6 separate regions of the Mus musculus genome follow, and regions 1, 2, 3, 5 and 6 are each linked to region 4. Evidence: chromatin contacts called from public HiChIP or PLAC-seq, Micro-C and promoter capture Hi-C data. All regions are on one chromosome and are shown on one strand. The core of a region is the stretch at or near the end of the contact, and the rest is flanking DNA. Distances in the headings are between cores, read along the strand shown. Region 1 overlaps Gm32425 (a long non-coding RNA gene). Region 2 holds the start of 2310069B03Rik (RIKEN cDNA 2310069B03 gene). Region 3 holds the start of Mrpl19 (mitochondrial ribosomal protein L19). Region 4 holds the start of Tacr1 (tachykinin receptor 1). Region 5 holds the start of Eva1a (eva-1 homolog A (C. elegans)). Region 6 overlaps Hk2 (hexokinase 2).

Evidence for each region. Promoter capture Hi-C pulls out the DNA fragments that hold promoters and counts their contacts. Hi-C and Micro-C count contacts between places; a contact is called where the count stands out from the background. HiChIP or PLAC-seq counts read pairs in DNA pulled down with a chosen protein or histone mark.
Region 1: a contact with region 4 is called in a Micro-C map of embryonic stem cells, with 4 times the contacts expected there. The contact joins the enhancer-like site here to the promoter of Tacr1 in region 4. A contact is called at or near these places in 11 of 39 promoter capture datasets (the C10 cell line, cranial neural crest, embryonic stem cells and 7 more), 13 of 484 Hi-C or Micro-C datasets (cerebral cortex, embryonic fibroblasts, embryonic stem cells and 6 more) and 3 of 115 datasets of contacts at active chromatin or transcription factors (astrocytes and embryonic stem cells).
Region 2: a contact with region 4 is called in a promoter capture Hi-C map of stem cell-derived epiblast-like cells, with 7 times the contacts expected there. The contact joins the promoter of 2310069B03Rik here to the promoter of Tacr1 in region 4. A contact is called at or near these places in 6 of 39 promoter capture datasets (cranial neural crest, embryonic stem cells, hippocampal neurons and 3 more), 1 of 484 Hi-C or Micro-C datasets (embryonic stem cells), 1 of 115 datasets of contacts at active chromatin or transcription factors (embryonic stem cells) and 1 of 9 other capture datasets (embryonic stem cells).
Region 3: an H3K27ac HiChIP or PLAC-seq map of embryonic stem cells shows a contact between it and region 4, with 6 times the contacts expected there. The contact joins the promoter of Mrpl19 here to the promoter of Tacr1 in region 4. A contact is called at or near these places in 19 of 39 promoter capture datasets (the 3T3-L1 cell line, 3T3-L1-derived adipocytes, the HPC-7 cell line and 10 more), 2 of 15 datasets of contacts at CTCF or cohesin (both in embryonic stem cells), 10 of 484 Hi-C or Micro-C datasets (the Patski cell line, cortical neurons, embryonic fibroblasts and 6 more), 5 of 115 datasets of contacts at active chromatin or transcription factors (all in embryonic stem cells) and 1 of 9 other capture datasets (embryonic stem cells).
Region 5: a contact with region 4 is called in a Micro-C map of embryonic stem cells, with 1.8 times the contacts expected there. The contact joins the promoter of Eva1a here to the promoter of Tacr1 in region 4. A contact is called at or near these places in 6 of 39 promoter capture datasets (cranial neural crest, embryonic stem cells and stem cell-derived epiblast-like cells), 3 of 484 Hi-C or Micro-C datasets (all in embryonic stem cells), 5 of 115 datasets of contacts at active chromatin or transcription factors (embryonic forebrain, embryonic limb bud, embryonic stem cells and 1 more) and 2 of 9 other capture datasets (adipose tissue and embryonic stem cells).
Region 6: a promoter capture Hi-C map of stem cell-derived epiblast-like cells shows a contact between it and region 4, with 2.1 times the contacts expected there. The contact joins the enhancer-like site here to the promoter of Tacr1 in region 4. A contact is called at or near these places in 5 of 39 promoter capture datasets (cranial neural crest, embryonic stem cells, hippocampal neurons and 1 more), 1 of 484 Hi-C or Micro-C datasets (embryonic stem cells) and 2 of 115 datasets of contacts at active chromatin or transcription factors (embryonic stem cells and epiblast stem cells).

Annotation. Positions count from the first base shown.
Region 1 is chr6:82,701,097-82,705,145 of GRCm38.p6, forward strand. Gm32425 (a long non-coding RNA gene) reads left to right here. Exons shown (of 3, transcript XR_377779.4): 2 at 2,426-2,699. Among named protein-coding and RNA genes, the nearest start is that of Gm32534, 12 kb to the right of the region's middle. Within about 2 kb of position 1,810, at least 13 of the 459 cell types and tissues checked have an H3K27ac peak or open chromatin away from gene starts, as enhancers often do. A contact at or near this core is called in embryonic stem cells, where this site is marked.
Region 2 is chr6:82,879,908-82,884,080 of GRCm38.p6, forward strand. It overlaps 2310069B03Rik (RIKEN cDNA 2310069B03 gene), which reads right to left and starts at 1,946. Exons shown (of 4, transcript NR_040520.1): 1 at 1,862-1,946; 2 at 1,330-1,402; 3 at 488-549.
Region 3 is chr6:81,963,617-81,968,077 of GRCm38.p6, forward strand. It overlaps Mrpl19 (mitochondrial ribosomal protein L19), which reads right to left and starts at 2,333. Exons shown (of 5, transcript NM_026490.2): 1 at 2,091-2,333; 2 at 623-741; 3 at 318-452. The coding sequence starts at 2,311.
Region 4 is chr6:82,399,716-82,404,206 of GRCm38.p6, forward strand. Tacr1 (tachykinin receptor 1) reads left to right here and starts at 2,760. Exons shown (of 6, transcript NM_009313.5): 1 at 2,760-2,867; 2 at 3,087-4,283. The coding sequence starts at 3,895.
Region 5 is chr6:82,039,962-82,044,272 of GRCm38.p6, forward strand. It overlaps Eva1a (eva-1 homolog A (C. elegans)), which reads left to right and starts at 1,667. Exons shown (of 3, transcript NM_145570.2): 1 at 1,667-1,940.
Region 6 is chr6:82,721,927-82,726,339 of GRCm38.p6, forward strand. Hk2 (hexokinase 2) reads right to left here. Exons shown (of 18, transcript NM_013820.3): 18 at 3,099-4,413. Among named protein-coding and RNA genes, the nearest start is that of Gm32480, 8.9 kb to the left of the region's middle. Within about 2 kb of position 1,660, at least 82 of the 459 cell types and tissues checked have an H3K27ac peak or open chromatin away from gene starts, as enhancers often do. A contact at or near this core is called in embryonic stem cells and stem cell-derived epiblast-like cells, where this site is marked.

The sequences.
Region 1 (4,049 bases), core at 560-3,059, 300 kb after region 4:
TCTGTCTTTACATTTATTTGTTGTGAGCACCTATACTCAGCAGTCAGAGTCAGTTCTTTCCTTCCATTGTGTGGGCTCTAGAAATAGAACTCGTGCTGTCAGGCTTGGTGGCAAGCCCTGTTACCTCCTGTGCCATCTCAAAGGCCTCACTGTGGTTGTTTGTTTGTTTGTTTGTTTGTTTGTTTTGAGACAGTTTCTCACTGGTTTGGGGAACACCAAGTTGGCTAGAATGAGTAGCCTCTAAGTGGCAAAGATTCACCTGTCTCTACCTCCGCAGTACTGGGATTACAGGTGAAAAGGTCAGCTCAGAAACTTTGGGAACGTCATGAAACACTTGCCCCTCTGGAAGGAAAAGGCTAATTAACATTTCTCAGACCACGGGGGTGGGGGGCACATTCCACATGGCTAACCCTGCTCACCTTCAGACAGGGAAGTCCTTGTCACCTCATTCCCTAAAGACCAATCAGTTTAAAGGGTGCACTGTTCCACCAATCATATTGTGCCTAGTTGCTGATGCTCTATTTTGGCCCTGGAAACCATATAAAAACTGGCCGAACTGCTGCTGGTGGTCGCTGCCTCTCCTTCAGGTCTGGGACGACCCCAGTGCACTGGAACAATAAGTTCCTCTTGCTTTTTGCATCAACCCCAGCTCCACATGGTTCACTCAGGGGGTCCCCAGTAAGCTAAGCTTCCCCAGAGTTTTATGCAAGCATGTGTCACCACATCAGGCTACAGATTCTGAAACATTTATTTATTTGTTTGTTTGTTTTTCGAGACAGGGCTTCTCTGTATAGCTCTGGCTGTCCTCACTCTGTAGACCAGGCTGTCCTCGAAACTCAGAAATCCGCCTGCTTCTGCCTCCCAAGCACTGGGATTAAAGGTGTGTGCCACCACTGCCTGGCTCCGAAACATTTTTTTAAAGATTTGTTTTAGGGCTGAAGAGATGACTCAGCAGTTAAGAGCAATTGCTATTCTTCCAGAGGACTCAGGTTCAACTCCTGGCAACCACATGGTGGCTCACATTTGCAGGGATCTGCCACGTATACACTATATATATGTGGCTGGTGCACATACATACATACATACATACAGGCAAATCACTCATATGCAAAAATACATTTTTAAAAAAGGTCTATTTGTGTGTTGAGTAGGGGTGGCTGCACACGTGTAGTTGCTGAGAGAATCCAGAAGAAAGTGTCAGGTCCCCTGTAGCTGGAGTTACAGTGGTTATAAAGCTATCCACTGAGGGAAGAGAACTTTGGTCTAGTGCAAGAGAAGTAATGCTCTTACCCCTGAGCCATCTCTCCAGCTCGAACTTTTTAAACGTTCTAATCAAGGACCCTGAATGTTAGTTTCACACTGGCCTCTGTCCTCCCGGCACAACCAGCCAACTGAATTCCAGGAGGCGTCCAGGGCAAGCCAAGAGAAGACAGAGGCAGCTGATGGAGAGGTTGAGGGGCTTATAAGAAAGGGCATGTGGCTTCTCCCCCTCTATCCGACCCCACTCCGGTAACTGTCAGCTGAAACAGCTACCTCGTAAAAGACTGGCAGGTGTACCACCATCATCACCACCATCACCCGGGCCCCCGGCCCCCATCCCTGCTTCCCTACTTCCCTGCCCCCAAGGAACAATCCTAACACACCTGCAGAATACAGTCAAAGGAGGTGCAACCGGAACATAAACTGCGCATCAGTCAGCCAGTCATGTCTGGCCCGTGGTTCCCAAGGGCTGGTTTCTAGCGCCTGTGACACTGCACAACACGTGTAGCTCCGCAGAGCTCTTTCAGCACCTCCGAGGGGCGGGCGCCACCTGGTGGTCACTCTGAGATCTACTCGAGGCCACGTGCTCTTAAGAGCAGGGGAGCTAGGAAGGCCAATTCAGCACTGGGGAGGTGGAGGCAGGAGAATCAAGAATGCAAGGCTAGCTTTGGCTACACAGCGAGCTTGAGGGCAGCTTAAGCTACACAAGACCCTGTCTGAAAAATAAAACAAAACCATCAAACAAAAAACCAAACCCAGTAGCTAGGGAGATGGCAGAACTTGTTAAATTGGGCTAACATGAGGACTTGCATTGAGATTCCCAGCATCCATATAAAAGCCAAACAGCCATGGCTGCCTATATAAATCAGCTAGACCCCAAAGCTAGCTGGCCCACCACATTAGCCTAACCAGTGCCTTCTAGGCACTGAATAGTGAGGCTAGTGCCCTGCTGCAATATTCAAGATGGAGAGCAAGAAGTTCCCAGGGCAGACATACACACAGCCACACACACCCACATACCTGTGCACACACATGGATGTGAAGAAAGAGAGGAGGGAGGAAGAAAGAGAAAAGAGGAAGAGGGAGCCAGTGGTGGAGCAGAGATGGTGAAAGTGAGGCACCAGGTGTGGATGAGCGAACTTCCCTCAGTTCTGCATTTGCCCAGGAGGAACAGCTTCATTGAAGAAGCACAAAGAAAAGGCAGCCGTTGAGAAAGGGAGTCTGTGTCTGCCGTGAGAGGATCAGAGACCTGCGGGGACACAGAGCAAGGCAGGAGTTCGGGGCCAGCAGAGAAGAGCTTGCTCTCACCGGTGAACAATGTGGCCTTGTTGGGGCTGGAGGAATAACTCAGAGGGTGAAAGGCAAACCTGACAACCTGCGTTCATCAAATATCCCCCAACCACAGATTTGCACATACATAGGCCCTCACCCATCCACAGGTAAATCATTGGGTTTTTTATAATAGTTTGACCTTGTTCACCAGCACAGGGAACAATACTGAGGCTCTAGAGTATAGACTTGAGACCCTTGTTGCACTGGGTACTTAATACCTGTTGTCCTGCTAATTAAGGTCAAAGTCTACCGTTGTCCAGATAGCCTTCTGAGCTCAGCACAAAATGGGAGACTCCCTTTACCAGCAGAGATTCTCCTTCTCTGACCTTGTCTGAGGAGTTCAGAGCCCCCACCCTCTACCAAAGGTTTGTCACATTCGTAGCCTTGATTAGCTCACAGTTTCAGCTGCCTTTCTTCCACCACAGAACCCATTCAGCAAGCACCTGAAATCCCCCAAAAGCCTCTCCATGCTAATGAGGCGTCTCAGTTCCTTATCCTTCAGCCAATGACCTTTGCCCACCCTCGATATTCCTACAACCTTCCCCAAAACTATACAACCCAAGAAAAGTTGATCTGTCTCCCTGAAGCTGATCCCGGAGATAAGTCTGCTATTTCTGTTGTACTCACAGGCTCTTCCAAACCTGCCTGTTGACTCTGCTTCCCCCAGGAGAAGGGAGACCCAGACACCCACTTTATTTATTTAATTTTGAGACAGGGTCCCTCTGTGTGTCCCTGGCTGGCCCACAACTCACTGTATAGACCAGGCTGAACTCATTCACAGAGATTCTCCTGCCTCTGCCTCTCGAGTGTCACCAATCCTGATTAATTTTTTTTGCCCTTGCTGTTTTTGAAGCAATGTCTTATGAAGCCGGGTGGACTTAGTCAGGGTTTCTATTGCTGCAACAAAACACCATGACCAAAAGCAAGTTGGGAAGGAACGGGTTTACTTGTCCTACACTTCCAGATCACAGTCCATCATTGGAGGAAGTCAGGACAGGAACTCAAGCAGGGCTGGAACCTGGAGGCAGGGGCCGATGCAGAAGCCTTGGAGGGGTGCTGCTTGCTGACTTGCTTCCCCAGGCTTCTGAAGCCTACCTTCTTATAGAACCCAGGACCACAAGCCACAAGATGGCATCCCCGGCAATGCGCTGGGCCCTCCCCTCATTGATCACTAATGAGAAAATGCCTTACAGCTGGATCTCATAGAGGCATTTACCCAACGAAGGCTCCTTCCTCTGATGACTCTGGCTTGTGTCAAGTTGGCACACAAAACCAGCCAATACCCAGGCTGTCCTGGAACTTAGTACGTAACTGCTAAGGCCTACTTTGAATTCCCAGTTCTCCTGCCTCCACTTCCCAAAAGCTGGAATGACAGGCACGCACCTCCACACTAGAACCATCCACTATTACTTTAATACTCTAAATGGGTCAGGAAATAAGAAACTATTAGCCCCGTC
Region 2 (4,173 bases), core at 696-3,195, 480 kb after region 4:
GCAGTCACTGTCATAATTATAAACCTCGGGGAGAACTAACTATCTGTCAGCAGACTGGCTGAGTAATAGAAGTCTCCCTAACCTGTTGCTGAATAAATGCAACTTCCGGGCTTGCAGAACCGCCAGTGATTCATGGAGCGTTGGGGTTTTGAGTGTCTGAGGTACTGTTTGGATTTTAAGGTCATGGCTTCATGTTTCACCTGAGTGATGTCGGGAAGTCCAGCCGCCCTTTCTTAAAGGAGCACAGCTGACACGAGTTAAGAAACGTAATTAGGGATCTAAGAAAGAAATCCACATGCAAAAGCCCTTCTCAGCCTTTAATCCAGCACTCGGGAGGCAGAGGCAGGAGGATTTCTGAGTTCGAGGCCAGCCTGGTCTACAAGTGAGTTCCAGGACAGCCAGGGCTATACAGAGAAACCCTGTCTCAAAAAACAGAAAAAAGACAAAGGGAAGAAAAAAAAAAAAAGCCCTCCTCCCAAGGACTTGCCTGCAACTTCTGTACGGCGTCTTGAGTTGGGGCTCATCTCTGCCTTATGAATATGAGCATTCCTGAACAGAGCACATTGAAGTCTGTTAGCTATTGTGTGTGTGTAAGTTCACATGCATGTATGCACATATGCACATAGGTACCTTCAGAAACCAGGCATTAGTTACTAGGTACCACAGAGCTGTGATTCTCAGCCTGTGGGTTGCACAGGCCATCCTTTGGGGGAGTTGAATGACCCTTTCATAAAGGTCACTTCAGACCACCAGAAAACGCAGATATTTGCTATAACAGTAGCAAAATTACAGTTATGAAGTAGCAACAAAATAATTTCATGGTTGGAGGTCACCCCCCATGAGGAACCATGTTAAAGGGTGGTAGCATTAGGAAGGTTGAGAATCACTTATATATGGACCGTTGTGAGCCACTTGATACAGTTCTGGGAACTTAGCTCTGGCCCTCAACAAGAGCAGCAAGTGTTTACCATTAGGGACACCTCTTCAGCATCAGGTATCTTTTAAAAATTTTTATTAAATTTTTATATAAATTTTATACAATTTTTTTTATTTATGTGTGTGCATAGGCAGGTGTGTAAGGAGGCCAGGAGAGGGCGCTGTGCTGGGAAATGAACTTAGGTCCTCTGGAAGAGCAGCAAACTGCTCTTGACCCTGGTCACTGCTCATACATCCTTCCCACCAAAATCTGTTATCTTTTTAACTATGATTAGCCTAATTTTTGTTTGTTTGCTTGCTTGCTTATTTTTGTTTTTCGAGACAGGGTTTCTATGTAGTCCTGGCTGTCCTGAAACTCATTTTGAAGACCAACCAGGCTGGCCTCGAACTCACATAGATCCTCAGCTTCAGCCTCCAGAGTGCTGGGACCAAAAGTGTGTGCCACCATGCCCGTCGATTATCCTGTCTTTAAAGGGAGAAACAGAGAACCCTGAGGAGGAAAGGTGGGGTGCAAATTAATCAACACTGCCTGGTCTAAAATAAAAAGTCTCAAGACCAGGACCCCAAACCATCTTCTCTGCCTCTCCAGGGGCCTGCACTAAGGGGCCAGCCAGCCAGTCAGGGGAACGCCACAGTAGCCCACTCTTGGAGGTCCCAAGCAGATGACCTTGTGGTCCCCAGGAGTGGCAGCACGGAGGGCGGACATGCTCAGATCTCAGTGGCTGTTGGCAAGGTTACATAAAATTTTATGAAGCACGCAGGACTGGCCCTGGAGCTGGCAGGAGGGCGGAGGAGAGAGCCTCATAACCACGCAGGCTATTGATCACTCAGCCTCTGCTCACAGTCCCCCACACCCAACCCACCCGCAAAGGCGTCCTACCCGCTGGGCAAAGAATGCTGCTCCCGCACTGGCCTAGGGCCCAACCTGCGCTGCAGGTCTGCAGGACCCACCGAGCCTGCTCCGGTGGCCTTTCCAGTGGACCTAAACTGGTGAAGGTTAGAAGAGTGAGGCTTTGTATCACAAGTTTCTGACTCAGTATTCTGATGCTCAAGTTACTCACAACCCCGAGCGCCCTCGCGCGTTGGCCATGCGCACTTCCTTCAATGCAGCCGACTGGGCCATCGGGCCTGGAGGGAGGACTCAGAGCAGGGTAGCAGATATTCCAATTTATGCTTGCCCTTTAGATATGCTTGTTCTGAAAAGAACGATAGCTCAATAGCTGTCAACAGACAGAATCTAGCTCTCTCACCTCTCTCCCATCCTCCCTCCTTCCCTGCCTTCCTCTCCTCTCCTGTCCTCTCCTGTCCTCTCCTGTCCTGTCCTGTCCTGTCCTATCCTGTCCTCTCCTCTCCTCTCCTCTCCTCTCCTCTCCTCTCCTCTCCTCTCCTCTCCTCTCCTTCCTTCTTCCTCTTCTTTGTTTTGAACCCCCTTATGCCTCTTCTGACCCAGTCTCTCCATTTAGTCCAAACTGGCCTTGAACTCCCAGCAGTTCTCCTGCCTCAGTTCATCAGCCTGGCCACATTTCCTGTTGATGAACTCCTACACCACAAATGCTATTCAGAAGTGTAAGGTAACATTCGCCACCAAAGCTTGTAGTTGGGGCGGCTCATTCAGAACAGATTTTCTACCCCTACTACAGCAATGTCCTTGAGATTTCCATTACAGCCTGCTCCGCCCTGTCTGCATTGCTCAGAATGACCAGTAGACATCACTTGTGGGTCATCACAGCATAGCTGGTTACTCTACCAGCTTACTGTGAGCGAGGAACTCTTTCCAAACCTAAGCAGCTATTACAGAAGTATTTAAAGGACAGCATTCGCGTGGTGGCTCACGGAGGGCACTGAGTTGGAGTCTTAACACCAACTATCGCTAGTTTGTCATCTTGAAGTTACCTTTGTGTGCATTAGCTCCACACCTGCCACCTGGAAATAACAGAGTCTTCGTGAGACAGAGTCTCAGGTACCCCAGGCTGGCCTCAAATTCACTATGTAGCCAAGGATGACCTTGAGCTGACCTTGAGAGTGGAATTAGGGGTTCATGCCACCATTGCCAGTTTACGTGGCACCTGATAGTAAACCAGGGCTCGGTACATGCTATGAAGGCATTCTACTAGCGGAGTTATGGCCACAGCCTCTGTGGCTCCCTTTAATTGAGATAGTATACACAGTCCTTTAGAACTGAAAAAAGAAATGTGCTCTGCACCTGAACATCTGGGCGTGGACTGTTTGGGGACTTGGGGTGAGTCACTTCCTTTCTCTCTGCCTCAGTTTTCATCTACAAGATGGGTTTGAGAAGATTGTTTATGAAATCCCAGCACTTGAGAGGTTGAGGCAGGAGGACTGCTACAAGTTCGACCTGGGGCTACATAGTGAGTTTCAGACCAGCCTGGGCTCCAGAGTGAGACTTTCTCTTATACAACAACGATAAAAAGTAAAATAATAAAATGGGATAAGAGAATCTTACCAAGTGATACTTACTCATTTATGAGATTAAATGAGATATGTCTATCATGCCTACATACAGTGAAGGCTCAATAAGTGTTAGTCTTTTTTTTTTTTTTTTCCTATTTGTTTGAGACAAGGTCTCGTGCGGCTCAGGCTAGCATCCAATATGTGTATCTGAGGTTATTAACCTTGATCTTGTACTCTTCTTGCCTCTGCTTCCCAAACACTGGGATTACAGATAGGTGCCACAAGCCAGGCACCATAAGTCTTTAAAACCTTTATGGTGTTTGCTCTTTTTAGCATCCCACTGTTTAGAAGACCAACTGATTTTATCCTGACTCTTAGATTCCTGGGTAAACAGCATGTATCTGCTTGTTCATCTTTTGACCTTTGTCTCTTGTGAACTATATGCGACCCTACCACTACCTTAGAAGGTAGTTGTTCTTGCCCCCCAACCCCCACCAGTTTATGGACAAAGATACACAGGCTCAAAGTGGTTTGCTCACTTACCGGATAGGGACGGTAAGTGGAACCAGACAGCATACAGCTCCTTCCTCCAAGGTCAGGGCTCTGTCTGTTTACTGTAGTACAGCTGCCTTTATAAAACCGCTAAGAGAAGCATTCTTGTGTGCATGTGTGTGTGTGTGTGTGTGTGTGTGTGTGTGTGTGTGTAGGCCAAAGGTCAACTTCAATGCCATTCCTCAGAACACTGTCCACTTTGGTTTCGAGACACGGTCTCTCATCTGTCTGAAGCTTGTCAAGTAGGCTAAGAGGCAGAGGATCTCCGAGGAT
Region 3 (4,461 bases), core at 1,083-3,582, 440 kb before region 4:
ACTAGCAAAAACAAAAGGAATCTCTCTTCACTGCTTTATACACTGTCTCCATACTTGAAAATAACCATGTTTGTTTAGGCAAGGTCTCACTATGTAGTTTCTGCCTCAGGACATCCCTATGCTAGGATAGCAGACATGTCACCATGCCCAGGCCAGTCTAGTCCTAATGGGTGTTGCCCTATAATAAAAGAAGCCCTCAAAAGAAACTAAACAATGCACGTTAAACAGTGAATACTAATCTGTATCCAAGGCAAAGCACACATTATCTCTTGGGGAAATCCCAGTTTCACTCTCTGGATGCTCAAGAAGAAACATACCTTGTCCTTCAATCGTGTTCCTGAGGGTGAAAGTAGCCCCGAGCCCATTCCCTGATCGCTTGATGCAAATCCCCAGGAACTGGCTGGTTTTTCCACTGGCATAGGGGTCGGCTGTGGTGACTCGAAGTATGCTTCCTACAGAGTCAGAAGAGAAGCAAGCTCTGACACAGATGCAGGAATGAACAAATAAGGTTTATATCTTAGTATGTCAGAAATAAATAACAGCAAAACCCAGACATCTGAACAATAATCTGAAGGCAATGAAAACTAGCGCCCAACACCTGCTGCCAGACACCGTTACTCACCAACATAGAACTCTGGAATCGGAAGCACCTTTCTCCTGTCTAGCATATCTTTTCTTTCTATCTTAAATTTCAGAGGGTTTGTTCTCCCCCTGGGAGGGATGAATTCAGGACTCAGGAACCTATAAAAAAATTAAAAATGAAAGGTGATTTAGGCCAGCATAAGAAAAACAATGGGTATAATGTAGATGTATTTTATTCTTTCAATATGGATTGCAATGTTATTTCTAAAACCATGGTTTCCAAAACCATTGTTAATGCTCACTCCTGAGAACGCACCAGGCATTGTGTTTAAATGGTTATCATACATCAAGTAGCCCTCAAGGTCTGGACCTTATTGTCCAAGAAGGCATTTGTGCTAAGGGTTTGTTTAGCTGTCATCCTGGGCAGCTACTGGGGCTTAGAAAGCCTTAAAGAGTTTCAGTCCGGTACAGGAAACATGTCACTGGGCATCTAACCTTGAAGGCAAGGCACAGACCCCGGCCCCTTTCTGTTTCTCCCTTTGCTTTTACCTAGCTAATGCTTCCTGCCACGCTATACTGTGTCACTGCAGGGCCCAAGTGACAGGGCCAGGACCAAGCAAAATTAACTACAACTGTCCAAACCCTGAGCCAAACGAATTTGTTCCCTTTAGGCTGGCTGTCTCTGGTGTTTGTCACCACACAGGCAAGCTGACCCATAGTAGCATAAATTAATCCTGAGACCAGTTAGATGTTTTATTGTCATCTTACTTAAAAAAAAAAAAAACAAAGCACAACTGGAGCGTAAAGGTGATGAACCGCTGACATAATTACTATTTGTTACAATTTTGTCACAGTTAATACGCTGCATTTCTCTCAGTCTGCAAATGAGCACAAGTCTCCCACTGAGCTATAAATATGGAGAAAATATATACAAATCACCAGCTGCAAACTGACTTTAAAAGAAATCTTCCACCGAGCATAGGGATTCCCACCTTTGATCCTAACATTTAGGAGGCAAAAGCAGGCAGATCTTTTTTGAGTTCAAGGCCAGCCTGATACACACCCACAAATTATTGTGTATTGTGGTTGGAGCGCCCAGCATAACATTCATGTGGGGATTTGAAGGCAAACTTTGGAGTACGGTCTCTCTTTTCTCTATGGGTTCTAGGCATGGATTTGGGTGTACAGGTTGCAACTTTCACAACCGAACCACCCTGCGGGTCCATACTGTTAAGCTTCTGAAGATGCATTTATGTAGGTAAGACGAAAAAGAGTGTGCTGGATCCACGTGCCTGAGCCGATCTGACCTCCCCAAACCCTTCCTCCTGGATAGAATCTGTTGGCCAAGGCTCACCGTGGTGGATTTTAGGACAAACTGAGGGAAGGGAGTCCAAGCCTGCGTCTTTCGTGATCTAGAGAGGGGCAGACCCGGAACCCGATTTCGTGCAGCCCAGCTATAAAGCGGGTATCAAAGTGTGCGCACTCCCACGCGGCCTCGGCCGCCTCACCTTCTCTCGTCTTCCGGGACTCGGCGCCGGTCCACGATGACAGGTTTCGGCGGTGGCTTGAACCCACCGGGCTCTGAAGGCCCGGTGCTCTGAAATCGGCTTGGGCCCGTGCAGACACGGCAGGCATCAGATGCGAAGGCAGCAAGCCGTGGCCTGGCCATTCGGACGCTCCGGGCCAGGTACAGGGACGCCCTACAACTTTCTGCCATGGAGGCCGCCATGTCTACACCCTCAATGAAGGACTACAACTCCCAGAAGTCAGTGCGATGGGGTGTGGCCGGACGGTGGCTCCTATGGGACTAAACTTGCTTCCCGGTGTACCGCCGCTTGTTTGAGGGAGTTATACCTGTAAATGTATATAATTTTCCTCTTCTCCATAATTTGCAAAGTTACACTTCTCTACAGGGTTAGCAAGTTTGTACATTTCACTAAGTACTGTGATCTCATTTGCATTTAGTGAGTGACTATGAAGTGCGTGGAGTGTGTGTGTGTGTGTGTGTGTGTGTGTGTGTGTGTGTGTGAGTGTGATTGCAGGTGCCCATGAAGGACATATGATCCCCTGGAGCTGGAGTTACAGGCAGTGGCAAGGGACCCTATGTGGATGCTGGAAATTGAACATGGGTCCTCTGAAAAATTACGTGTTCCTAACTGCAGAGCCACCCTCTCCAGCCTCCTCAGTTCCACCTTTTATTTGCTTGTGCCTACATGAAAAACACAACTGTCACCTAAAGGGCAAAAGAGATAGTTTATTCTAGAGTCAAGTATTAATGAGGGGCTCAGAACACAAGATTTAGGTCACCACAAATCCATGTTCCAATTACATGTAACAATTCCATGGCATTCCATAGTATCAGAGCAAGAAAGCCATTCCTTAAACACATTGGCAGGTACACCCATTTAGGAATGCTATATCAAAATGGAGATGTCTCTGCTGTATGCCTCAGTTGCGCTGATGGCCTTCTTAGCCTTCAGGTTGATGGAAGTGAGGCGGTTGCTGAATGTAGTCCCTTAATAATAACAAGGCCGTTGGTTCACAAGTAAGTTGGGAATAAATTACCATTTGAGGGACTAATGGGCCAAGATAGTTGGGCTCTGGATCTGCAGCACCACAATGCTTCAAGTCACTCACGTTTTAATTAGTTAATCAGTCTTGTAGAACGTTGCTTCTTTTAGGAAATTTTCGTTTGCCTCTTGTTTGATTATTGGTATTTAGTTCGTTGTTATGAATTCCGTGGGGAGCAATGAGTATCTTCTTTTGCTTAACTTCTGTCTTACTAACCAGCACTACCTGGCTCTCACAGGCTCCAAACAGAATAATAAATGCTAGCTGTTTTGTCAAAAGTTAGAGTCATCAGAGAGGAGAGTACCCCCAACTGAGAAAATGTCTCCATAAGATAGGTCTGTAGGTGGCCTGTAGGACATTTTTTTAAGTTAGTGATTGATGGGGGAGGGTCCAGCCCATTGTGGGTGGTGCCATCCCTGGACTGGTGTTTCTAGATTCTATAAGAAAGCAGGCTGAGCAAGCTATGAGGAGCAAGCCAGTAAGCAGCATTCCTTCATAGCCTCTGCATCAGCTCCTGCCTCCATGTTCCTTCCTTGTTTGAGTTTCTGTTCTGACTTCCATCAGTGAGATCCAGTGTTATGGAAGTGTAAATCAAATGCAACCTTTCTTCCTCAACTTGCTTTGGTCATGATATTTCATTTCATCAACAAAACCTTAACTAGGACAAAGCATAAAGAGAAAAGCCATCACTCTTAACAAATAGCCCCCACGGAGTCCTTGAGCTCACTGAGAACATTCCCTTTTCCAGAACTAAAACTGAGTTTGCCTCGGGCAGTTGGGAGGCATACAAGCTAAAAGGGGTCCATTTCAAACCTTCTTGAGTTGAGAGGGGCTTGGGAGACAGCTCCGTGTAAGAACACTTACAGCTCTTGTAGCAGTTCCCAGCACCCACACCAGGCGGCTCCCAGCTGTTTGTAGTTCCAGGTCCAGGGAAACTAATGTACACTGGGTGTCCTTGGGTAACAGGACATATGTCCTGCACATAGACTCCTGCAAGCACACACACACACACACACACACACACACACACAGAGAGAGAGAGACAGAGACAGAGACAGAGACAGAGACAGAGAGACAGAGAGAGAAATTGTTTGAAAAAAATTAAAGAATTTGAGATTTGAGGGCAGCTATTGCTGGAGGTGAGGCTTAGTGGTACAGCACATGTCTGACATGTACAAAGATTGTGGATTCGAGTACATCATCACCAATACCAAAAAGAAAAGGAAGGAAGGAAAGAAGGGAGGGAGGGAGGGCAGGCAGGCTGGCTGGCTGGCTAGCTGGCTCATACTCTCAGAGATGGCAAGTTGC
Region 4 (4,491 bases), core at 1,510-4,009:
ACACACACACACACACTTAATATCAGATCTTCATATGCATAAACATCATGCTGTATAAGTATGAAAATAGGTGTCTTGCATCAGTTGTGTGAATATCACCAGTGTTTCACATTGCCCAGCAATTCCACTCAGAAGTCATCACACAGGAAAATAAATCACTGTCTGAGGATGTTGCTCAGCACTGGAGTGCTTGCCGCGACTGTGCAAGGTCCTGGTTTCAAACTCTTGAACTTCAGATAGGCAGGAAGGAAGGAAAAGAGGAAGGAAGAATGAAAGGAACCATCATAGCCCCAGTAAAAGTAAGGAACTTGTCTTCTATAAGGTTTATTTTTGAAGATGTGTCTGTGTGTGTGTGTGTGTGTGTGTGTGTGTGTGTGTGTGTGTGTGTGTGTGACCACAGAGGCCAGAAGAAAGTGCTAAATCCCTGGAGCTGGAGATACAGGCTGCTGTGAGTCCTAAGGGGTGTTTTCCGGGAACTGAACTCTGCAAGGTCCAAGCACAGTTTTACCCACTAAGTCACCCTCCAGCCCTGCAGCATTGTCCTCAGTGGAAAAAACTCCAAGTGAATTCTCATGAATAGAAAAATGAATGTGCAAGCTAGACTGCTCTTACAGCATAAAAATAATATTTAGCCATTGAAAAGAATGAGTTAAATCCATGCCGACCAGCTCTTGGGAATGTTTGGACAAGGTTTCAGGCAAGAAAAATAGCACGCGGAGCACAATGGAAATCCCCCGTTTGCATTTACCAGCATGGGTATTATGTGTTTGGGGTTCTGTCTGCCTACAGAAAGCCTGGGCAAACAAGCAAGGATTTAGACTACTTTGTCAACAGGGTTTACTTTGGGATGGGTGATTGTCTTGTGTGTCAAGGAAGAATGGTGGAATGGGAGCAGAATGAATACGAGCCTAAAGGGGGAAATAACTGGCTTTCAGAGAGAAATTGTACGATCAGGTTGTGTGGTCATTGTGTGTGCAGACAGCGTGTGCAGTTGGTATGTGTGTAGACAGGGTGTGCGGTCATTGTGTGTGCAGACAGGGTGTGCAGTCGGTGTGTGTGCAGACAGGGTGTGCAGTCGGTGTGTGTGCAGACAGGGTGTGCAGTCGTTGTGTGTGCAGACAGGGTGTGCAGTCGTTGTGTGTGCAGACAGGGTGTGCAGTCAGTGTGTGTGCAGACAGGGTGTGCAGTTGGTGTGTGTGCAGACAGGGTGTGCAGTCAGGGTGACACTCCCCATTTTGGGATGAGACAGTTTATTGCTGTTGCTCCACTAATTGTGACTCCAACACGAGCAGGTTTAGTTTTTCCTGGGAGAGATGATAACTTTAGCAAGTGGCAAGTACTTCTTGTCTAAGCTGTCAGTTCAGCCCAAGCCAGCCTCATCAAAACAAGCGTGGAAGTCAGAGAGAGGACTGTGGGTGTGGTTTGTAATAAAGGGCATGGTATCTGTAAACTTTAAGCAAAGTGACATAGGTCCTCTGGAACTTTCTTCTCTCTCTCACCTAAGCCTCTTCCTGTCCTAGCTCATCCTGCATTTCCCTCCTTGGGTGAGGCTGTCTCTCTTTGAAACAGTGCCTGCTTTGTATAGTCCTGCTTCTTTCTGCACTAGATTATAAGGGTTTGCCTTCTCCCCGCCGCTCTCTGCTTCTCTCACCTAGTTCTTCTCCTGTAGCCCCAGCTCAGCAGTAAGAAATCTGAGGTGGAGAAGGCAACCTTTTCTTTCTCAATCTGGATCGCAGAGCTGTTCTCTGAAAGGCATCCCAGGAGTTTGCTCTGTGGGGCTTGGGGATTTTAGGGATGCCTGGGAGGCACCTGCAAACAGGAAGCTTGGTGGGTCCCATAAGCGCTGAAATCTCACCCTCCAACAAAACCAGAGTTCAGTAGGCCCTTTCCTCCCCCCGGCCAGAGAAATATTAGCCTGGCTGAAGCCGGGACAGTAAATTACACAGACTCAAAACGCCTCATGTGCGACACAGCGCGCGGGCTTGCTAAACCAGTGCGTAAAGGCATCTCTCCCTGGTGCCAGGAAGGACGCAACCCATAGCAACAGCCTGCCGGGTGCTTCCCACCCCCGCAGGCATCTCACAGATCCCAGAACCGCAGTGGTGGAGGAGACCCGCTGAGGGGCAGCTGGAAGCTCCTGGAACCTTGCCAAGGGCAGTCTGCCAGGAATACACTCCTGAGCTCTACCCATCTCAGCTTCTTCAAAAGGGCTGATGTTGGGGGGGGGGGGGGGGGAGAAGGCTTGCCCATCTGCTCTCTGACCGGCCACCAGATTAGCCTTTTGAAACTGCCTTGGGTGTCTGGCAGGATAGGGAGAAAAGACTGGCAGAAACTTGCCCTTCAGTCTGGGTGAAAAACTGGAACGGGGAATCCGGTGGAGACCCTTCCCATGCCTCTCCAGTTTCACCTAGCCTCACAAACTGGACAGGCGCAGAAAAGGAGGCTGCCAGGTTGCCGGCTTGGGGGGGGGGGCGCAAACTAGTCCGCGAAGGGTATACTGGCCAAGAGCCCAGAATCCGCAGTCCCAGTCAGGCGTCAGACCAGCCGGCTTCTGCCCAGCTCTTGCACTCACCAAGCTTTGCAGAGAGCTGCGCACAGTCCCCAGTGTCTGCAGCTGAGAGGGTAGTCGCGGGGCTCCCTTGGAGAGCACCGGATAGCTGCTCCTTACAGAGGGACCAAGTCAACAAAGTAGCTGGGGAAAGGTTTCTCAAATGCTTGGAGCCCATCTGTGTTTTGGGGGGACTGGGGAGCAGGGAAGAGGAATCAGTCCACCAGGGAACAGAGCTAGGTGTCTGGGGGTTTCTTTAACAGAAGGAAAGTTGACTTCCGGACTTCTGAAGCAGGGTGTGGTCACCTGTCACTTCTAGGTAGCAACCAGAGTGTAGCAGTGAGCACCCCGCCCCACACTTTCCAACTCCCACCACAGTCTAGCGTCTCTGTAGAGGTTGTCTTGCGGTCCCCGGCTGAGCCTCAGAGCATTAACTGTCCTCCACTTCAGCTGCTTCCAAAAATCCTTCCTTTCTGCTCGCATCCCTGGTATGACCGCGATTCCAGCTAAGAGCCCTATCTGTGTCTTTTCTTCTCAGGCCACCTTGTCGCCCCCTCGCGGAGTGCTGGATTCGTCCGGCCTGCAGAACGCCCACAGCAGGTCACGAGCAGCAGAAGGCGTGGTGGCTGCGGTGGTGGAGCGACACAGCTGCCAACAACTGGCGCAGCTGCTGCGCTGTGCTTCGGGACCAGCGAGTAGACAGTCCAGGTACAGCCCCTTCCCCGTGACGTCTCTGCAGCGGGTTATAAAAGCCTAGTAGTGCTCACCCTGCCAAGGCTCTGCTAACTCCTGAGCACAGAAGGACCAAGACCTGGAAGCTGCGGGTGGCAGTAGAGGCTCTAAGTGAAGCAACGGAAAAAAGGAGCTCACCAGTTGGATGCGGACCTCAGAAGCCGGCCAGAGGACCAGAACTTTTACTAGCTGCGCTGCAAGCAGCCCTTCTTCCCCATCAAGCTCCCACCCAGCACCCAGCTTTGCCTTTCCTGCTGCACGCATGTTAACGGGAGTTGCTAGTAGCAGCAGGTGCCAAAAGGCGGGTTGTCTTGCCTTTTGGAACCGTGTGGAGTGCAGCTGCTTCAATGCAAACAAGAGCCTAGCATGAAAGTGGAGGAATTTGGAGAGACCAGGCAAAGAGCTATACAGAAGCATTGCTCTTGTGGACAAGTCTCCTGCTAACCAGGACTAAGTTCTGCCCAGGAAACTTCCCACCTCCTGAGTAGCAGGACTCAAGCCTCAGGCATCTGCGACAAGGTCCTACAGCAAGGAGGTGTGTGCGTGTGTGTGTACACTTCTGTGTGTACTTGTGAGTACCTGTAGACGCCAGGGCTTTGCTGCCTTGCCGCAAAATGGATAACGTCCTTCCTGTGGACTCTGATCTCTTCCCCAACACCTCCACCAACACTTCTGAGTCTAACCAGTTTGTGCAACCTACCTGGCAAATTGTCCTTTGGGCAGCCGCCTATACGGTCATCGTGGTGACTTCCGTGGTGGGCAACGTAGTGGTGATATGGATCATTTTGGCCCACAAGAGAATGAGGACAGTGACCAATTATTTCCTGGTGAACCTGGCCTTCGCTGAGGCCTGCATGGCTGCATTCAATACAGTGGTGAACTTCACCTACGCAGTCCACAACGTGTGGTACTACGGCCTCTTTTACTGCAAGTTTCACAACTTCTTCCCCATTGCTGCTCTCTTCGCCAGTATCTACTCCATGACAGCTGTGGCCTTTGACAGGTGAGTCTGTAAAATTAAGAAAGTGCCCAGAGCATTGGGAATTCGCTAAGGAGGACTGGGGCTAGATACAGAGTAGCCAGAGAACCACACTGTGCGTCCATGCCCTAGGCTCTGACTGGCTGTATGCTAGAACCCCTGGACCTCAGGTGCTCAAACCTCTTTCTCATTACTTTTCCACCCATCACTAGATTCCCACCCTTTCCATTCA
Region 5 (4,311 bases), core at 417-2,916, 360 kb before region 4:
TCTTGGCCACCTACCGGAAGGAAGCTGTGGTTGGTCCATCCCTTTATCCCACATACTGAGCATCAGTTCTGTGTGTGGTCCGGATCCAACCTGTGATCTCAAGCATGCCCAGGTGGCTGCAAACACAGCATGACGTCATGAATCCTTTGTGCTGCCTCTCCATCTGCCTGCTGATACAGCTGCCCAGTTATGGGGAGCGTGCCGAGTGCCTGGGTATGGAATTTGGAGTTGGTTAAGTGTGTGTATCTTTTACAGATAAGAAAAACTGAAGTCTGGAGAGGAGGCCTTATTCAAGTTCAGGGAGTAGTTTAGTGGCCGTCCAAAGCTAGAACTGGTTGCTCAAGGCACCGATGAAGCAAGACCCTTCCTGCCAGACCAGTAGCTTCTATAAGAGAAGACAACTGGTCTGTGTTTACATCAGGACCCTGAGATTGTTTTCTTTGAGGGAAAGCACTGCATTTCAAGGTTAAATAAAGCAAGCACTGTTTGGCCAAGTGTAGACTATGGCTCTCAGCCCTGGCTCTGTCAGATCAACTTTCAGAAACACACTTGGGGGACCCTCTTTAGACAAATTCAGTGATCGTATGAGTGGACCTGGGTTTCTTCTCATTTTTAAACCTAATAGCTTAAAGTCCAGCCAGGGCTCTGTGGTCTGATATATTCAGTCCACCATGCCACCAATGGTCTTGAAAGCAACATTTTCAAATAGCATCTGAATCCGGGCATTGGGTCAGAATGTAGACTCTCAGTGAGTCAGGTCCAGAGGGGCAGGAGAACAGCAGCTGTTTCTAGAGTATGCTTCTGATAGCAGTTCTCGAGGACACCTGGGATTCTGATGACCCCTTTTGGTCCCTGGTTATTCCATCCAATTTCTCCACCATCTGAGCCCTTGGTTTTCAGTTGCCCTGGTTCCCAGCAACACCCTTTCTTGGGCTGGCAGGGCGATCTCTTCTCTGTTCCCCTCCTTCTTCCTGTCTTTCACAGGGCTGGGCTGCACAGCCTGCCTGTCTGCCTGTCTAGACTGTCCTCTACCATTAAGACTGGTCCACTCCTATCTTTGCCCCAGTTACCTGTGCTAACTGCCGAGGAACAGGATGTCCTTTGGGGTCATTCTAGCCTGTTCTGCACCAAGCTCCTTGTGGCCACTGCATAAATACTCCTGTAGTTTAACAAAACTTCAAACCCAGGCAAGCAAGACCAAAAAGTGGTAATGTCTTCTGATACTAACGAACATTCCTTGGAGATTATGCATCAGACTTTAAACTCTCCACTCAGAAAAAAAAAAGAGTCGATCAAATTTAACAAAGTAAGTGGTTATTTCCTGTCTGGACTTGGGGTTTTAAAGCTGGCTCAACGAGTGCAGTCCACCAGGCAGGAATAAGCCAATGAGGGTTGGGGGTAGGGTTGGATTCTGCTTGCAGATCTGGGCTCCTTGCTGTAAAGAGGGAAATGTTGGAAGTTCGGGACAAGGTGGGGACCGCGGATGGGGAGATCATGTAACCCAGGGGACGGTGGGAAGCGCGGGGAGGCAGGCAAGAGTTGCCAAAGTTGAACTAAGTTGGAGCAGCCGTTCAGGTTTCGCGTCTCGCGGCGCCCACGTGGGGAAGGGGGCGGGGAGCGGGAGGGAGGGCAGGTCCGGAGCCGAGGGGCGGGGGTGGGGTGGGGTAGCGGGGGGAGACCGAAGGAAATGAGACAACCTTTTCCTCCCACGGACTCAGGCTCCTCTAGAGTGTGCAGGGCTGGAGGAGTCCAGAGGCTGGGTGTGCGCGTTCCGTGCTCAGCCCTGATTGGGGAGGGCCGCCCCAAATTGCTCTCCGGCGCGCGGGTGCCCCAGCCACAGGGCGCAGCAGCACACTGCCGTGCCCTTCCCTAGGTGATCTGATCCACTCCAGGCCCCCCTGCTCGGTCCCCGGAAGTACGCGCCAGTCGTCCTAGAGAAGGTAAGCTGCTTCCCCGAAGCGCGCTCAGGGCGCGGGGACACTCTAATTCTGCTGAGCGGGAACTCTTTAGTGCTCTTCGGATCCCAAACTACCGCTTTGTTTCCAAACCCCTGTCCAGGTGTTAGCACCGGTCCTGCCTTCTTCTTTTGCTTCTCCTTCCTTCTGGCGTCCCCAGCGTCTTGATCCTGTTTGGCTTGGTCAGACCACTCTTACCCTCTGCCTTGGGCTTTGGAGAACTCGTGAATTCCAAATCAGGGCGCTTCTCTTAGCTGCTCCAATCCCTGGAGCTTGGCTGAGCGGGCCAGTCGGCGGCGGCGGATTTAGGCTTGGCTGGGGATTAACCCACCTGAAGCCGGCCTAGCGAAGTACTTAGTTAACTCTTCTCAGAGCCACTGAACTATTGACACTTATTTGACGACCCCCGCCCCCCCGCGCGTCCCCAGATCCCCGAGATTGGAGTGGACCGTGGCGTTCTAAGGCTGTTGGCGCCCCCTAAAGCTTTAAATGTGACGCTCTGTTGCTGGAGAGGGACTCATCAGGTTTGGGGGTGAAGGATCCCGACGACTGGGGGTAGAGGGAAGAGATCTTTGCAGGGCATGAAGACAAACCAGTATGGCTCTGAAGCCGGCGAGACGGACCCGCTGGGTAGTTTCATTTTTGTTACTTAGTTAAACACCTTTTCCAACCTTAGGCCTGTGGCAGGAACTTCTAGGAATCTTGGCTTTAAAAATGGACAAAAGGAAAGGAGGGAGTAAGCGGCCTTGAGCCTCGCAGTTTGCAAAGGGTCCAAGCGTGAATTTGGATCCCAACAGGTCTGTGCCGCACACCCCAAGTCCAGCCCTAAAGATGGTTCCTCAGTCCAGTCTGAGCAAGAAATCTGCTACCTCCTGCCTGCTCACACTCAGGGAAGACCAAGCCTTTACCTTTTATAGCAAATACATCGCGATTCCGTTCAAATCCAAAGCGTTTATTTAGAGCCGGCTGCCGTCCTAGCTCACTGAAGAGGATACTACCCGGCGCCGCGCTCTCTCAGCCCCTCCCTCCCCTCCAGGCAGTGTAATTGTTAGTCTGCCACCGCGGGCCGGCTTGAGGTCAAGTCCGGTGTCAAGGAAGCCAGGGTCAGACCACCAGCCTTGGTAATGCCTTCTTGTGGCTGTTTTCTCTTCGGAAAAATAGTGGGGCCAAGAGTGTAACACACAGGGGTGGAGGTTGGAGGGGTTGGGGGGGAGTGGGGCGGCTAGCACTTGGGAGTGGAATCCGGAGGATCAGAAGCTCAAGGTCATCTGTGGCCACAAAATGAGTTTGAGTCCAACCTCGTTCCACAGGATTCTGCCTCAAAATACCAGAGTCAACGCCCCCCCTCCGATGTCAACCAGGAAGTAAAGATGGTGGAGCTTAATTTTAATTTTAGAGATATTTTATTTTGTATTTTGTGTATGTGTGTGTGTGTGCCACATGTGCTTTAATTGTGGCCCTTAAGGGAAGTCTGGTAATAGCTGGAGATACTTTTGGCCCTCACCCTGTGGGTGAGGGAGGATGCTGTTCGCTTGGTGGAATGCTCAGGAGAACCCTCTCCTCACAATACCTCTGGCCCATTACTGCTTGTGCTTTCATTGGGTCACCCTGACTTAAGGAACTGGCTCACAGAGAGTATCCCAACTCCCCTCCTTTCCAGATTACCCCAGCCCCTGTTCTCATATCCCCACCCCCACCTGCAGCCCCAGAGTCAGAATTCCACTGCTGGCTTCCCACCAGGCCGCTGGCCTGCCCCACACTTTTCTTGCTTCTCCATTGCTTACAGAAAGGACCTGGGTCTACAGGTGTCTGTCAGTCATTAACAGCAGCCCCTAGCCGGTCTCTTGAGGGGTGAGGCTTAATCTGTGACCTTGCACACCAGCTCCAGGCTTCCCTGCCCACCCTCAACCTCTAGCCCTTCTGCCATGCTTCCAACACATCCCAGTTCACCGATCCTCTGCTGTTTTGACCTCTTGAACCCACCTTCCCCGCCCTAGTGGCTTGGCAAACTGCTCATCTTTCTTTGGTCTAGAACTCAGTCTCTTCTGGATGGGAGCTTTTCTCCATTTCTTAGGACAGTGCCCTTGTTCCCTGCTGCCCTACCCAGTCACCTTCATTTCTTCAGTATCCCATTTGCAGAATTTACAGCAGGGGACCCCGTGGTGCTCACCTCTCCACTGATACCCACATACTGAGCCTGGTATGGGGCTGTGCTCACAATACCTGCTGAGCTCAAAGGCTTTGGATGTTGTCTGTATTCTAATCCCAGCTTTGTCACCTGTAAACTGTGTGACTTTGGGCAAGTGGGCTCAGACCCTCTGGGAGTCTTACAGGGAGAGCAAGCTGCATTCTCTGC
Region 6 (4,413 bases), core at 410-2,909, 320 kb after region 4:
TTTCAAATAGCATAGCTCAGGTAGTCTAACAATGCCGGTCTTACAGCGGAAAGACCGATACTCTGGAATTGCTCAGACCACAAGAGTAGATGTCTTAGCAGATCCAGGCTGTGCTGGAGTCCTGGGAGACTCCTGGAGAGCTGCTGAGTTCCAGCCTACATTGGAAGAAGTTGAGCTTAGTCCTGGCTGTAGCGACTGCGTAGATGGGCATCTCGGTGAGAATGGGGCAAGCTGGCCAAAGGGAAAGCTTCCCTGCACCCAGTCCTGGACTAGAAGGTGGGATTTCCTCCTTCAACTAATCTGATGAAGAAAACCCTTCACAGGAGAGTGCTGGACTCTTGGGGTCTAGTTGGTTCTAGATGTAGCAGAGTTGACAACCAAGATTAGCCATTACAAGGGGCTTAAAGCCACGGTATCTGTGTAGCCATTGTTGAGTCAATAGTACATCTTCACCCATGAGAAAACAAATGGGCAGACAGGACATACACAGAACAAGACATTTGTAGCTACTAGAAGTAATGAAATAGATGCAAACACAGCAATGTCTATGGGCCTTAAAATGTGCCAGACAAGTAGGGAGCCCAGTGGGTGGAGATACCTGCCTATGACTCGAACAACATGAGTTTGATCCCAAGACCCACAGGATGGAAGAAGGAAGCTGATTCTAGGTTTTCTTCTGGCCTCCCCATGTACGTACACACACACACACACACACACACACACACGATAGATAGATAGATAGATAGATAGATAGATAGATAGATAGAGATAGATAGATAGAAATATGTAAACAAACCCTGCTTTGAGAGAGGACACAAGACTCTAGCCAACTATGTTTTGTGTGTTTTTATTAAAGCATCACAGAGAGCTAAGGATCTATCATTTAGTTTAGAGCACACAGCATTTTCAGGCCCCTGTATTTCATCCATGTCCTTAGAAAAGGAAATAAAGAAAACCAGAGACGGCACGAAACAATGTATGCCTCATCCAGACTCGTACAGAAACGAGGTGGCGTCAAGCAGGGTGCTCAGACTGCCGATGGTGAGGGAAGAACAAAAGAGACATGGCTCAGAGGGAAATTGGAAAACAGAAAAGCAAAAGCGGATTGTGCAAAGGCTAGAAAATGCTCTCAACACCGGAGTGCCTGTGTTCCAGCCTGTGGCACCTGGGGCCCAGCCGAAGAAAACAAAACAGGGAGACAGGCTGCCTGGGGTTTGGCTGGGAAACTGCTTTCCAAGCTGGGAGCAGTGTGAGTGCAGTCTGCTTGCTTGGAGGAAACTAATTTTTCCTTGGGAGGATGGGGAGTCAGCCTAGGAAAGAGATACACGTGCTATCCGGGACATTGAGGGCCTCACCGCAGGTAAATGTACCCTAAATCGCACTAAAATATTCCCTGCTAGTCCAATGTTAGGGTCTGTGCGGAGCTGTCTGTGCCCCAGCCCCATCCATGGGACATAACGAATGTAGCTTTTCCATCCCGCTGCCAGAGGCCAAAGTGACCTGGGGAAAGAGGTGCCCACACTGTGCTGAGCAGTATGGCTGATGTTACAGACAGGAACAAGCCAGCTGCAAAACTCAAGAGGCCCAGAGTGGGGAATCTGTAAGAATCTGCTTTGAGGCAGAAAAGCCAAAGAGGCCTCTAAGCTGGGGGGTGGTGGCACATGCCTGGAATTCCAGCGCCTGGAGGCAGGAGAGTCACTTCAAGGCCATCCTCATATACTTAAGTCAGTGGAATGAGCTTTAGAAAGCCAGGCTGGAAGGGAAAACAAAGGACCCACGTGTGCACCAAGAAACGCAGTCCCGCTTGATCATGGACTCAGATTCAGTGTAGGATAAAACTGGACCTCCATGTGTGAGTGGATGTGTGTGTTGTGTAGATCAGAGGACAACTTGTGAGAAACCAATCCTCCCCTTCTGTGGTGGGCTCCAGGGATCAAATCAGATTTGCATATCAAGTTCCTTTATGCTCTTAACTATCTTGCCAATCTTATCACTTTTTTAAGGCAGTGTTTTCTGAAATGTAAAGGCTAGAAAAGTCCCAGACATGCACTCACGGGTGCATGTGAGAAAGTGAAAGGATGGGCTTGGCTGTTTTTCCTCAGCTGTCCACCTTGTTTCTCAAGACATGGTCTCTTATGGCCTGGAACCTGTTGGGTAAGCTAGGCTTGCAGACCAGTGACCTCCAGGGATCCACCTGCCTCAGCCTCCCCAGCCCTGGGATCACAAGGGCAGACCGTCTGGACCTAGTCTCACCGTCCTGCTCCTGTCACTTCTTTAGCTTGTAGTGGCTCCTACCTGTAGCTCCAAGTTCTTGGAAGGATAAAGAGGCCTGCCAGGTTTATGACCAGCCTGATCTACATAGCAAGATGCGGGTCAGCCTGGGGGTACATAGTGAGCCTGTCTCACAAAAGGACTGTCTATAAATGCATCCTCACAGGAGGGTTAAGAGTGCAAGACCAAAGAGCGCAGAGCATGCTGGGCTACAAGGGGTTCAAGTCTACACACTGAGCAACCCAGTGTTTTATACTCAAAAAAGTATAAAACAAGTGTGGTCAGGTGTGGTGGCACATGCCTGTAACCCCAGCATATGGAAGGCTAAAACTGGTCCAGGAGTCTGAGGCCAATCTGGGCTACATGAGACCCCATCTGAAAGTGGTGTTGGGAGAACCAGGGGTGAAGTCCACTGAACAGGTGGCCCTGGGTTCAAGGCTCAACACTAGTCCCATTCTCTCTCTCCCATCTCATGAGTATTTGGTCCCCGGTTAGTGCTGCTGTTTGGAGGGGCTTAGGGGGTGTGCCTTTGTTGGAGGAATGTGTCACTGGGAGCTGCAGAGGGTTTAAGGACTCACACCACTCTGTCTTTACTGCTTGAGGCTCAGCTTCTGCTCTCAGCATCTGATCGTTCACGGCGCTTATCTCCGCCATAGAAAGCAATCACAGGATCCGACCCCCACAGGCTTCAGAATTCCAGAATCCGTCTCCACGGACACTGAAAGATAACAGGCCACTCCAAATGTATCGACCCCATCAGTGATTGATCAGACTGACCAGGAAGTCCTAACTTGCCCCACTTAAAAGATCCAATCACACACTGAATATTTTGAAAAAAAAAAGTTAAAATTTATTAATAATAGTTAACATCACATGGTTAATTCAACTAGTTCTCTACTGTACATGATGACAAAACGCTCACTAGACCGAGTGCCCAGGGATATGAGATGAGTCAAAGGTTCACTGAAGATCACACAAAGCAGCATTAGCAGAGAGAGCTGTCAACCTAGTGCTGGCAGTAGCCAGCCTAGTACTAGGAACACAGCACACTGTCTCATGCTCTGGATTGAAAGCCAACTTCCTTAAAAGTTAGACACACACACACACACACACACATACACACACACCCCTTTTTAAAAAAAAGTCCTTTCCTAGATGGTGCTTGATTTTAAAGTTTAAAATTCAAGATTCGAAAATTTAGTCAGAATCCATTTGTACTCCGTGGCTACCCTCTAGTGCTGCACACATCTATAGGTGGCTACCCCCTAGTGCTGCACACATCTATAGGTGGCTTCGGCTTTCAGTGGTCTGCTTCGGTAACTGCAGGTTGAGGGAGCTACACCAGACAGGCAGTATCAGGCAGGAATCACTCGACCTTCCCTCTGGGCATCCCGGGAGGACCTGGGCAGCCTTCATTTCACTGTACACCAGCTTGTTCGGTTGTAACTAGGCTCTGCTCAGCACAAGTCTGAAAGATGTTCAAAACATGGCTGCCACGATGCTGAGCTTTCTCTTGGTCTTTCTCTTTTGACCCCCGTATCTTGTTTATTAGTGTTACAAGGCTGTTTCCTCTTTATTAAACCTATCCAGGTTTAACATTGGTGGTCAATTTAATATTTTGAAGGGAGAAGTGAACTTTTGAATTCAGAGCGAACCGTGTTGGTAGAGCAGAGAACAGGACATTGGTGTCTTCCCGTTCTTCAAACAGTCTGGAATAAATAACTCGTATAAAAAGGCTAGTCGGCAGCTCGATGCAGCTCAGTCCAAGGAAGCAGACAGACAGCGTGCATCTCGTGTAAAACACGAGACACACCGGAGGTGGGATCTGCTAGGAGGGCAAATAAATGTACAAACACCCCGAGACGCCCCTGAGGTTTGGTCGAGTTCTCTCGATGCTTCATGTGGTCTGCTCCAACGATCTGATGTGACTTTAAAAACATTTTCGCTGGCTTCCTGTAACTTGTCAAACCATTCTGAAACGCCGACTGACCTAAAAATCACATCTTCTATGCAGTGAGAACTTGAAACAAATCCTTTGGTTTTCTTTGCCTAACATCCCGGGTGAGACCTCACTCAGGAAAGCTTCTGGACGGAGCAGCCAGGTGTTGTGGCTTCTTTCCCTCAGCGAACCACCCTGTCTCC